Regions from separate parts of the Gossypium hirsutum genome. Here regions 1 and 3 are each linked to region 2. A link is a contact called in public Hi-C data. All regions are on one chromosome and are shown on one strand. Each heading gives the region's core, a stretch centred on a gene start, on an enhancer-like site or on the middle of the called end of the contact. The rest is flanking DNA. Distances are from core to core; before and after follow the strand shown. Region 1 holds the start of LOC107916558. Region 2 holds the start of LOC107938547 (histidine kinase 3). Region 3 holds the start of LOC107916524 (squamosa promoter-binding-like protein 2).

Region 1 (4,078 bases), core at 1,173-3,672, 720 kb before region 2:
ACTGTGTGAGATGAATGTTGCTGAGAAGATCTATTTTTATCCCTTTTTGTAGTGGATATCAGTGATTAACGAAATAAATTTTCATGGGAAAATAAATTAATTGTAAAACAAGTCAGTAGCAGAAGGTAGTATTCAATCAAGAATTAAAGAACAATGTCATATTAATAATATATTTAGATGAAGCAACCAAATTTGAAATACATATGACAAAACTTGTATAGAAATGAAGATTATAATGAAATGACTTTGGAATTGGTTTAGAGTATTGGAATTTAAAAGCTCATTTCATTGAAAGGAAATCAATCAAGAAAATCATAAAAACGAAAACTAAACACCTTTAGCACAATTTGTCATTCCAACAAGACATGAACATAATTTATCAAAAAGTATCTAAATTGCTTTTTTTTTTATATTAAAACTGAAACATCGGTTAAATTTGTCACTTTAGTTTAAAACATAAGACAGGAGTCGAAAAGACAAATATTTTATCCAAGAGAGAAGGGCAAGGTACATAAAATGCATATTGTTGTCGTGTATTCTACCCGAGAAAGTCTTACCTTTTTCAATTTATTTAACCAATCACCAAGTATTGTAATCAAGTCATTTTCAAGAAAAGAAACAGAAATGAAAAGAGTTAAAACTGATGAACACCAACCATCAAGAATACTTTCTTTGTCAAAAGGTATCTCGTCGGATATTGTTTCCCAATACGTTCAACAAGGTGTAGACACATTTAAAAGTTTACTACTTAGGTTGGCTTATGAAATGCAAGTAGAGGTTAACCGAATTTTATCATTTGTGGATGTTTATTAAGTGTTTGAAACATCATATATAATGAGTAGAGTTGTAATAAATAATGAAGATTTTTTGTTTCTCTTATATAGTTGGTTGGTTTCTAATTGATTAAGAATTTCTTAAAATAACCGTAAAAATGTGTTTTCTCTTTCTCACTTGTGATGACTCATTTGCAATTTAGTCCCTGTATCATAATTAACAACTTTCTCAATTTAATTGCTCGATAATTCAATATTATAATCTTATACTAGATACGTCAACTCTTCAGTTAATAATTCACTAGTTTAATTTACAAAATCTATTTTAAAATTATGTTTTCCAATACTGTTTAAAATCAGGTCGTTACAACATATACATAACTATTATTGAAATAAAATTTGAATTTAACACTTGATTTGCTTGATCTGGTTCGATTTGGTTAGGTAAGTCAGTTTTAATAGCTAACAACAAAAGATGATATACTATTTCACAATATAATAATATAGTATATAACTATGTATACAACTATTATTATATTATAGAAAGCTTCAAAATATATTTTAAAAAATCAATTAAAACAACACAAACTTTTAACTCAAGAATATTCAAACCTGAATTGATCTGAACTCGAAATAATCTAAACTTAAAAAGAGCTCGACTGGAGTTTGTCGCAACATATTTGTTTGACACTTGTATTTAAAAAATAATTAAACCATCGTAAAATAATTAAAAATTAAATTAAGAGCTCATAAATTTATTTAAAAATCAATTAAACCGACACATACAACAGTTTTCATGTTAAACATAACGTGAAATAATAGGTTAAATGTTATTATAAGAAAAATATTTGAAAAGTTTAATTAATTGCTAGCTTTGAAGTAATAGTTGAAATGATTGCAATTTTCAATTTAACATTTAAGTCTTAATATTTTATAATGAACAGTAGTTTAAATTAGGTAAACAGTCCGACAAATAAAAAACCTAGCCGACTACTTAGCCCGCAGCAGAGCAAAGCAAATAAAATAGTTTTGTTTATCAGAACTATCTGACGTCTCCACAAACCTAAACAAAATACTCAAAAACACAACAGATTTAATTTGATTTTGTAATCTATCATTAATGTTTATGTCATTGTTATTTAAATGTGTTTATAATTTAGTTAAAAAGAATTTTTCCTTTGGTTTTCCCTATTTTACATTTTTCATATTATTTTATAGTATTTATTAAAACCATTGACTGCTCTCAATTGGGTTAAAAAAATTATGAAAAAACATCTTTTTTGTAATTAAAATCTTTTTATTATTCGAGAGTATTTTAGTCATTCATTTTGATGTATTTTATACATTTATTTTAATATATACAATTTGTTATCTACATCAGTCGTATATATCTTACTTTTAAACAAATATTTATGTTTTAAATTTCCATTTCTAGTTTGATTAATTAGGTGGTTGGACCATAGTTGAATTAAGAATGGAGTGGAATTAATAGTGTTTTCCCATAAAGAAATGGAAAAGAATTTGCCTTATTTGGGATTCAATTTAGAAAGAGAATGTTAAATGGGCCTGGCTCAACTTGAACAAGTCTACATCTTAGTCCGCCAATATTGACCCAATATAATTAAGAAAGAGTGCAAAAACCTGTACTCGTTTTTAAAATATTAAAACGGGAAATGCGGGGTGGTGGCTCAAGAATCTTCCTCCCCCCTCACCAAAATCATAACAGAAATGAAATCCCATATATAATGACTGAAACACCTCATTCCAATGCATGCTTATTTACCTCAAAACCCCATACCTTATTTTTCACAGAAACCAAAAAAGAAGCTCCCTTTGCTTGAAGAAAAACGATCCCTTTCTTGTAAGTTTCCTCTTTTCTTTTATGCTTTAATGCTCTTGTAATCGTAAAGCACTCTCTCTTTTTTGCCCCCTTTGTTATTGCTACCTTTTTCCCTCCCATTCCTCTTTTCCTTTCTTTTTGTCTTTTTGGCTTCTTTGGGTACTTCCCTTTCTTCATTCTGTTTTCTTTAGAATGTTTTTGGATGTATTTTCTTCAATGGCTTCATGCCAATTTGTTTGCTTTTGTGGGTTTTCTTTTTCTGAAGGCATTTGTATTAAGTGCCTGTCAAAAAGCCCCTCTTTTTCTTTTCGTCTCTCCCTTTTCCTCCTCTGCTTAACCTTTTCAAAATTTTTTTAACTTTTTAACTTTATATCTGTATTTGCTCCAATATGTCGAGCTTTTGATGCTGTTCGTTTCTGAGAAAATTTCTTCTTAACTTTCTATGAGGTGCTTTTGTCCATACTTTATTACATGCACTTGTTAGGGTGTCCCCAATTCTCCTGGTTTCAGTTCCGCAGTTGAGAGGGGCTTTATATGAACTTAAATCTTATATACTAACACCTAAATTTTGAAAGTTTTTTTATTGTTTCTAATCATTTGTAGTTGTTGTTCACAGCAGGAAATTAAACAAGAGAACTTGATCAAAACTGTTCCTGCCTTGTCTTTGGCTTGTTTAAAGCTGATTGTTGAGTTTTCATTTTTGTATCTGATTATGGGGGATCATTTTGTATTACTAGTGGACCGGTTGATAACTGAATCCACATTGGAAGCTGCAATTGAAAGCCGGAACCGGTCTTTTCAGGCCACTGCACCAGTGGTTGATGACACTAAGGTATTCAACTCTTCTCCAAAGTTGAATTTATCCTCCCTGGGGGGAATTGTTGAATGTAGGATATGCCAAGATGAGGATGTAGACTCGAATATGGAGACCCCTTGTGCTTGTTGTGGCAGCTTGAAGGTTAGTTTGGTGCTTACTTGACTATACTTTTTTCAGAATTTGAATATATCTGTAATGTTATGTATATTAAGATAACCACACAAATTTTTCACTATAATGATTTGCAGTGTTCTCATGGCGCCGCACTTGATAACATAAGTGAAACTTTTGCATGTTTTATAGATAAATTAGATCACTCTTTTAGAGTTTCTTATTATAATTATATATCTTAGCCTTACACATATACATATATCGCCTTACTCACTCATATGAGCACTTTTGTGTTTCAAGTTGCACCTCATGCAATATAAGGGTTCTAGTGCCTAGAGTGCGCCTTGCAACTTTGACAACATTTTGTTTCCAATTTTAGGTAAATGATGTGATGAACTTTGTGTAGTTTTTGCTCCTTAGAAGTTTGAATACATCATCAGTTTCAATCGGGCTCCTATATCCTTCAATACTCATTCATTTTCAGTAAATCTTTTTAAAGAATCCAGTCTAGGGGAACCTGTGAATATGCATTTCCTT
Region 2 (4,123 bases), core at 1,607-4,106:
GTTAAGTAATCGATATTCTCTACTGGTTATTTTAATTTAATTTTTTTAAGCATAATACAATGCACAGAAATAAACTTTTATAGAAATAAATTAAAGCTTCAAGACACACCTAGAACACCATTCATTGGGGTTCTGATCTCATGGGAAACAGTTGCAAGGAACTGCAAAACGGTCACAATTAATTAGGACCAAATGTCTGTAAGAGGTCAGAATGCTTTAAGAGTATAACTCAGATGTCATATACCTGAGATTTGGCAACATCAGCTGCCTCAGCCTGCTTTTTAAGCTCCATCATCTTATGGCAGTCATCTTCCACCTTGGCAAGTCGATTTACAGTTGCATGGAATATATGCCCAACAAGTAATGCAATCACAAGGATGCCAATTGAAGTTGTTATTCCTAACCATGGCCATGGTGGCTTTTGCTTAAACCTAGAATAAAGACAAAATTAATCCATGATTTATATTCAAGTTACTTTATTTTTAAAATGTTTTGGTTTCTTGAAGAAAGAAGGAAAACAATTTAGAACCTCTCTTGAAGATTAAACAACCTTGTTTCATGGGTGTAGATAACAGTCCATGTTATATAAAGGTTGACACGCACTTGCAAAGGCCCATATCAAAGAGAAGGTGAAACCTGGGCAATCAAAAATCTATGAACTACCTGCAGCGCATCTCATGCTTTCTGAATGGATCTCCAAAATTAAGAAGGCTGACATGCTCCAACCCGTCATTTGATGCGTTTGAGCCATACATGCTGATAGGGTACGACTGATTAGTTGTATCCAGCACATTCACAAGGATTGTTTGTTTACTTGCAAGCTGTTGTAGCAACTTCTCCACAAGTGACTCAATATCAAACACTCCACCAAGATACCTGATTGAGATCATCTTATCAGAGCCATTAACTAGAGCATCCTATCAGGGATCTCGTTTAAAAAGAAAAGAGCTTGGTTCACCCTTTTTAACAAGGCATTATTTTCATTGATGTCTGTAAGCTATTGCAGCTTTTACCTTTTTCATGTATGTATGTGGTTTCAGAGATGAGAAGCATAAGGAATTTATCTTCCCATTAATTTTTATAAAAGGAGGAGACATTTGTTGGACATTCCTACTTTTTGATCATACTGAAAACATACCCGACAGTAGCTTGAATCCTCTCAGTAGGAGTTGCAGTCAAGGGCAGATCCCTCTTGTAGACCGCAAATGTCAAAATAACTCCAAGACGATTTGTTTTGAGTAGCCTAAATGGAGCTGTTAGCACCCCTTTTCCTGATTTTCTTGCACACAATACATTCTTGCTATCCTCCTATCGGTACACAAGAAATTCAGTATTCATAACTGAAGTGTGTAATTAATAATGAATTCAAAATTCTTGAGAGATTGAAAATATTTTATTCCTCCTAACTGGAAAGTAGTACAATTAAATCTTCAGTCGAGTTAAGCTTAATACAAGTGATCCAAGGAATCTTGGGTTTCTCAATAAGCTTTTAGATAGTAAAAGAGCTAACCTGTCCTGACAGCATATCAAGAGAAACCACATGTGATACGATATCCTGCGCAAAGATAACAGGAGCATATTCTTCCTGAATTGGCGATGGCTCTAAGAGGTCAGGATTGTAGTCATCCTTATGAACTGGGTTTTGTTCAAGGGTATCCATCCTCTTAATAGTCCAGCCCTGTTGCTTCTCAAATTGTTCCCTTTCCGAGTGGAGCACCCTTACAGCATAAGCCACGCCACTTGTAAGAGGTCTCTCAAAAGCAGTTCGTTCCGTATACCTCGCAAAAGTCCTCTAGATGTGATTAAAGTGAGTTCCCTTTGTTATCCAAAAAAAGAAGGATCATAATTCCTAACTACAAACACTCAGACCTGGTTTGGCTATCAAGTTGACAAGATCATTACTTGATAAACCGATCCTGATCAATAAAGCAAAGGAAATGCATAATCATCTATCTTAACTAAAAGTTACAAGATGAGGATATTAACTTACCTGATCAATAGCCGAGGGGGTTTTGCCATGGTGGAAAGTTGAGATAAAAATGGAGATGGCCTGGATATGGTTCATGCTTACATTAAACTGATCCTGCAGCATCCTAGCTCTCTCATCACACATGCTAGCCAATGTCTCCTTCCTCTTTTCGGTAGCTTGAAAGCTCATATAATAGAGTATAGAAATAGAAGCCAAAATCCAACCAATTATCCATGAAAACAAGAGCTTTCTCCACCAAGTCTTGCTAATTCTCTTGGAACCCACATACTGGTAATATTGATGGTGGATGTTGAAGCTATAGTTTGAGAACTTGTCCCAGAATTTCAACCACATCTTACTACCACTATGACCAAGGAGAACTGTGTCAGCGTCCTTAAATTCACCATTAATGAACCAGTTCATGGAAATCATAGATGCTACCCAGCAACATAACATCCAAAGCAGATGCCCCACCTTTAAACCAAACCCAAATACATGGAGCAAACTCATCCAAGAAACAGTGACCAATTGTGGGTCTTACTTCCTTCTTAATTCCAGCTAAAGACAGAGACCCACTGTCAAATCTATAGAAACTGTGTAGTAAAATTCTGCATCAACAGAAAAGAACCTTGGGATAAGATGAACCCTCTCCCAGCAAACTCCAAATTTACCATGTGACAGACTGTAAGGCCTTGGACCGTGAGAGAAAGAAAAAAAGATGCTATCTTATCCAGCAATATAGCTTTCTAACTGAGGATGGCAAAATAGAAAACCCAGAATTGAGGAAGATAAAAGGAAATTTTTTCACAATAACCACAAAAAAGAATCAAAACCCCCCACAAGATTCTGAGTTTCTAATTACAAACACTAATTATATATTATACTACTGCAACACTGTAGTGCCGGTACTACCAGTATATTTTATTAATTTTTGTCTTTAAATATAAAATAATATAACAAATGAGAAATTTTCTTTTTGCTTTTTTTGTCTAAGTGTACAACTTCTACACGCTTTTAACTCTCTATTCTCGGGTTGGCTGTACTTTATGATAACAAAAGTACCCTTTGCTGCTCTGCATGAAAACAAATTTCTATACCAATTAACATAATTTCTTTTTCTTTTTTATTCGACTTTTGTACCCATTTTTGAGATTAGGAGCCCTCTAATTTTTCGAAGTTGTCAAAAACATTAGATCAAGAAGACGATAGAGTTTTTAAGAACTTGCTTCATTGAATTAAAGGTAGCAATAATTCCTATTTTGGATTATTGAATTTAGGGTATACTAAACATACAACTCGGGTTCTTTCATACGGTAAATATTATTTTTCTATTAAAATTATCTGATTAAAAATATCAAAAAATTGTTCTATAATAACAAAATTTAGTCATTAATTTTTATACCCTATTTTTTAATTTAGCATATACTTTTTATTTGAAGCAAAATAACCCTTAATTTTTAGTACTATTTTATCTTATTATCACATCTATGTTTTATTTTTAAATTTAGAACTTCTTTTATAATCTTTTGACACTTTTTTTTTATAATTTTTGGAATCATAATTTTTAGCTTAAAATATGCCATAATTATCTCTAATATTTATAAATTTAGAATTTAATCCCTATACTTTTTAATTTTAAAATTTAAGTCTAATTATTGAAATTATTAAAATTATTGTGTTAAATTTAGATTCATTAGAATGTTATTTTTTAGTTACATTGCAATCAAGTGAATATTTTTATTTCAAAATGTCACATTAATAAATTTAACAAAACAATTAATATAATTAACAATTGAATTTAAATTTTAAAATCTAAAAAATAAAAGATCAAACTCTTAAGAATAAAATACAAAAACTAAATTTCAATTTTATGAACAACACAAGTCTTTAACCTAATTTTTACTAATGCTCTACGATATTTTAGAATTTTTTGTTGTAATAAAATATAGATAAAGTAGTGTCATGTAAATGATAAAAGTTGATAGTAAATTGCTAGATGGTTAATTTAGTTCAAACAAAAGAGTAGGGAAAAAATCAATGAATGTGTAAAAATTAATGGTTAAATTTATTGTTATGTTTTATATATAAAATGTTAAAATAAACATTTAATAGCATAAATTTAAATTTAATGAAAGAATGAAATATATAAAGACT
Region 3 (4,629 bases), core at 1,061-3,560, 740 kb after region 2:
CATTGCCTATATCATGTAAGTGTGCTTTAACTCTATCAAGTTTGGACCTACATTCCCTCATTGGGCACAAGGCAAGGTTACAAACTTAATCATTCAATAATCTTTTAAGAGAGTTCACATATATAAAGACATCTCACACTTGGTATCTAACCAATGTGGGATCTAAGCCATTTTTCATTCATCACTCAACCATTTTGAGCATATGATATACCATTTTAAAGGTTTCATAGAGTAGAATATGAAACCATAATTTTATAATTCAACTCTCTACCTTTACCTATTGAGAATATGCCTCAAAATTCCCATAAAAATAATTTTTCCTACATATTATATATATATGAATATTACACGAATCTCATCTCGAAAAATTTTCCAAATATTACTGAAAAACTCAATTTACCTTAAAAAAAATTTAAATTGGTAATTCACTATTTTACTCTTTTTCTCGTATTATTACGAGGGAATAACACTAAATTTATAGTTGTTAACCTTTTAGCAAGACATTTTTTTACCTCATGTTTTGTTTTTAATCAAAATGACTTTCATTTGAGATTTGTACCTTCAGCTGACAATTTTTTTTAATCAAATAGACCTTCACTTGAGATTTGTATCTTCAACACTAAATCTATTGCTTAAATGTAGAGAAGCCACCCTTCAGCTGATGACCTGACTCCCTTGGGGGAAGCCACAGATTTAAAACAGTCGAGGAAGATGAATGTGGTCACCATTAACCAAATGAATGTAGCCCAATGCAAAAGCACAATTCCACTATCTTCAAAATTACATGTAGACACGTGCCTGTGAACATCGGTAACCCTACAACTAGAACATCCAATGTTTGAACAAACAAGCTCCCTAAGATTAAACAATTGCAGTCAAAATCCTAGCACTTGTGATGCAACCACCCTTACCTCAGACACAGTCATCGTATGTTTCTCACACTTGTCTTGCGAGCATGTCAGCCTTATCTTGCCCACCTTCTAAAGAGATAAAGGTTTTCCTTAGGGTGGGGTCTTCGAAGAGATTCAAAATAGAGCCACTCTTCAATGTCTTGTATCTTATACAATGCTTTAATGCAATTAGTTATGCTAAATTTCTCATCACTTGGTTTTGTGGTGGCCTCATAACCCATCTAAATCAGAAGCAAAAGCACAAAGCAAGTAAATAGCCATAACTGGTAGAAGCAAGTCATATGTAACAGAAGCCACAACCATGCAAAATGAAAGTACACTTCCAAATGCATATGAACTTTAAAGTCACCAATGGATCTTCTAATCCGCCGCTTTTTGGTTTTCTTCTCGCTAACCATTGTGAATCACAATCAGATAATACTAAACCCAACTCTTCTACTATTTATGAGGTAAGGCCGGAACATGGAATCATCCACAAGCTTGACACACAAAGATGTTAAATATTTTCTTTGTTTGACAATTCAACACTTGGAAGAACAATTTATATGACAGATTGATTGTGTGTAGTACGATGTTAAACCACCATCAATATCAACAAAAATGTTAATGCATAAGTAACGGCTTACTTCGTTCCAAGCCAAGGTGAGGGTGACATGTTCTCTTATGGATAACCGAGATCAAGAGTGAAAACTGCTAATATTTGAAGGCTGCAAAGATTATAGCATCAGCCCTGCGGCCGCTGTTCCCATGGCAGTATATCACACAGGGTAGAGGTTTTCCTTCAAGACTAACCAGGGTTATGTAGTGACTACATTGTAGAACATCGTCCCTATTGTTTTTAACCTCTCCGCTAACATTTTCCTTCCAACAAGGAGAACCTATCGCCCTGCCTGTGCTGATTCGTAGAATTCGGAAAAGTTTTCATGCTGCTGAGTTGAAATGATTAAGGAGGAGACGGAAAATCAATATGTCATGAGATTAATGAACTAAAATAGTCATTTTAATCCTATGAGAAGTTAACCAAGCTTTGAAAGCCTTCTAAGTATGAGAATTAAGCTGGTGATAGTGATTGCAGAAGGGAATTATTTTTTAAATAATTTAAATTGAGTTAAAAAAAATTGATTGCAGCGTCATCTTTAATTTAATACACATTTTAATACTTAATTAATTAATTTCACAATCAATCTTTATCTTGCCGTAGTTTCCAATCACGCTGTCGATCCAAGTGGATAAGAAGTGAATTAAAGCTGTCATCGTCGAGTTGACTCGTCATAGCCGAGTCAAGTGAATCGGTTGAAAATTCCTTTCTGGCTCGCTACGAACACTATTAAGTACTTCTTACCGCCACGTGTCCTTATTTTTAATTACTACAGATTTTCAAATGTATAAAATTAGAAAATAAAACGGTAAGGAAAGAAAATGCTTCCGTCCCAAAAAGCGAAGGTATTGTTTTCCGCTTTAGTTGTTTCTGCCATTGTATTTTCCTCTATTTTCAGTCTCCGAGTCAGACTCAGCTGAGGGCGATCGTAAGTAACTCACCAGTAAGTTTCTTCTCTTTCTTTTTTAAAAGATTAATAAAGAGAGTGATAATGAGGAACTAGAATTTCTAAAAATGGAGAAACATCTTGTTTTTGCACCTCAGATTGATACATTAGTTTCTTCATACCTTCTATTATTATATCAATTATTTGAACTTTAGAAAAGGTAATATGAAAAGAAAATTATGTATGCATTTTCAAAAAACAATAAATTCGTTATTGTTACTTTCCTTTTGGTATCTAGTTTTCTGGGGAAAGTGAAGGAAAACGACTACGTTTTCTTTATATATACAGTTTTTCTTTTTGTTTTTCACTTTATATTTCTGGCTGAAATTTATTTACTATAAAATGAATAAAGATGTGATGGCTGATAGCTGGTAAGGGAGCAGATAGTTTCTAAAATTTATTTTCTGTCATGATTTCTATAAAAGAAATTAGTTTTCTTATTTCTGTTTCTGTTTCAGTGCGGAACTACTAACTTCTGTATGCAAAATAAATTTACGACTTATGAGTATAATTTCATTTCTTGAAATGATTCTCTTTTGATGCATTTCTTGTATTTGACTTTTTTGTTGATTGCTTCTTATATTTTCCGTAGGAGTAAGAACTACGAAGAGGTTGCTGGGTACCTTTCTTTTTCCCTTCTTAAGGCTATAACTTTTGATTTATGGTAGATTAGGGTTTAATTCAAAATTTTTTTTCAAGTATTCATCGGTCTCTTGTGGGTCTCAGTCAGGGACCTACTTTGTGGGATTGCCCGGATAATTGAATTATTGAAGTGAATTATTGAAGATGTGAAATTTTTTAGAGTACGGTAACATCAGCGAAGTTTAATCGTCAGATTTTTTTTTCTTTTACCCCTTGAAAACTGTTACTGCTTCCTATAATAATTGGTGAGAGAGAGCCTATTGTTAATGGTGCAAAAACCTGGTAGTTAGTTTCCGATGGGTTGATAGATAAGGGTAAACTCCTCTAGGATTTTGGTCCAAGTGTTGCAAGTTTAGGGAGCGCTTTGATGCACACACTTATTTATTTGGGACTGAAGTGAAACTTTTTATCCGGATGGTGTAGGCTTACTTATTACAAGAGTGAATAGTGAGATCCTTTGGAATTATGCTATTAACATGTCATTGTCTGCAGAATGAAAGGAGAAAAGCTGTACTACTTTTCTTGCTCCGAATTTTTAGACCTAATCCATGATTTTTTTGCATCCTTGGTTAAGTTATCTGTTTTAGAAAGATGGAAATTGATATCTGCGTAAAAACTTGCTTGGCTTGAAAATTGGTTGCTAGTTTAGTTCAACCTCTCTGATATTTGTTGCATTTTTCAGTGAAGCATATTTGAAGTGTCATCAGCAAATGCTTTTAGCGAAAAAAATTGGGGAAGGGGTGAACGAACTATTGTTATGTTAAAGTGGATTGACATTTTTCTAAGTTGCACTCCTCTAGATCTGAAAAACAGAGATGATTGGACTCTGATGCTGTTGGATGTATAGGTAAAATTTGTTCTTTACATAACAGAATGATTTCGCATAATTTTGGTTTTGCATGCTCTGTATTCATATGGAGTCCACGAATGGTTTCCTTCATGTATAGTTGAATTTAGCATAATTGAGTCTTCTTTGCCCTGTTTATTTTCTTTATGAATTGAACAAACGTCAAAGGTTATACTTTCAGGATCTGGTGACAGGTTGCTTCTGTTTTATATGAAGACTGTGCTTAGTGTTCTATGAGTTTTATCTCTCCGATGGATTGGAATGCCAAAACGCCTTTGCAATGGGACTGGGAAAACTTGATGATGTTAAATGCAACACCAACTGAAATTCCAAGGAAGCTCAGACCTGAACAGTGGGATATTGATGGAGAGGGAGGAATGAACTCTGGGTCTTTCTATTCTTCTGTTGCTGCTGGAGGTAGTGGTGGTTCTGCCTCAGATTTGGGCCTTGCTTCTATGTCTAAAAGTTCAAAATCGGCATCTATTAATTCTTCTTCTATGGGGGAGGTAAAAATGACCAAATTTACTTCGGAAGCCTTTGAAGCTATCCCAGATGATATTAGCAACCAGAACGAAGCTTTCAGGGCTGAGCTGGCTGGTACTTCCCCAACACTTGAGGCTTCAGTTGGCTCTGGTGAGCCATTGCTCAGTTTAAAGCTTGGTAAACGGACATACTTTGAAGATGT

Evidence for each region. A called contact is a pair of places that touch in the nucleus more often than the background predicts.
Region 1: a contact with region 2 is called in a Hi-C map of leaf, with 2.9 times the contacts expected there. The contact joins the promoter of LOC107916558 here to the promoter of LOC107938547 in region 2. A contact is called at or near these places in 5 of 34 Hi-C or Micro-C datasets (callus and leaf).
Region 3: a contact with region 2 is called in a Hi-C map of leaf, with 2.2 times the contacts expected there. The contact joins the promoter of LOC107916524 here to the promoter of LOC107938547 in region 2. A contact is called at or near these places in 7 of 34 Hi-C or Micro-C datasets (callus, hypocotyl, leaf and 2 more).

What each region holds. Positions count from the first base shown.
Region 1 is chrA01:93,326,776-93,330,853 of Gossypium_hirsutum_v2.1, forward strand. It overlaps LOC107916558, which reads left to right and starts at 2,423. Exons shown (of 8, transcript XM_016845831.2): 1 at 2,423-2,634; 2 at 3,233-3,571. The coding sequence starts at 2,545.
Region 2 is chrA01:94,041,786-94,045,908 of Gossypium_hirsutum_v2.1, forward strand. It overlaps LOC107938547 (histidine kinase 3), which reads right to left and starts at 2,857. Exons shown (of 11, transcript XM_016871742.2): 1 at 1,991-2,857; 2 at 1,511-1,792; 3 at 1,139-1,308; 4 at 664-876; 5 at 245-431; 6 at 110-161. The coding sequence starts at 2,479.
Region 3 is chrA01:94,782,459-94,787,087 of Gossypium_hirsutum_v2.1, forward strand. It overlaps LOC107916524 (squamosa promoter-binding-like protein 2), which reads left to right and starts at 2,311. Exons shown (of 6, transcript XM_016845790.2): 1 at 2,311-2,452; 2 at 3,780-3,944; 3 at 4,139-4,629. The coding sequence starts at 4,178.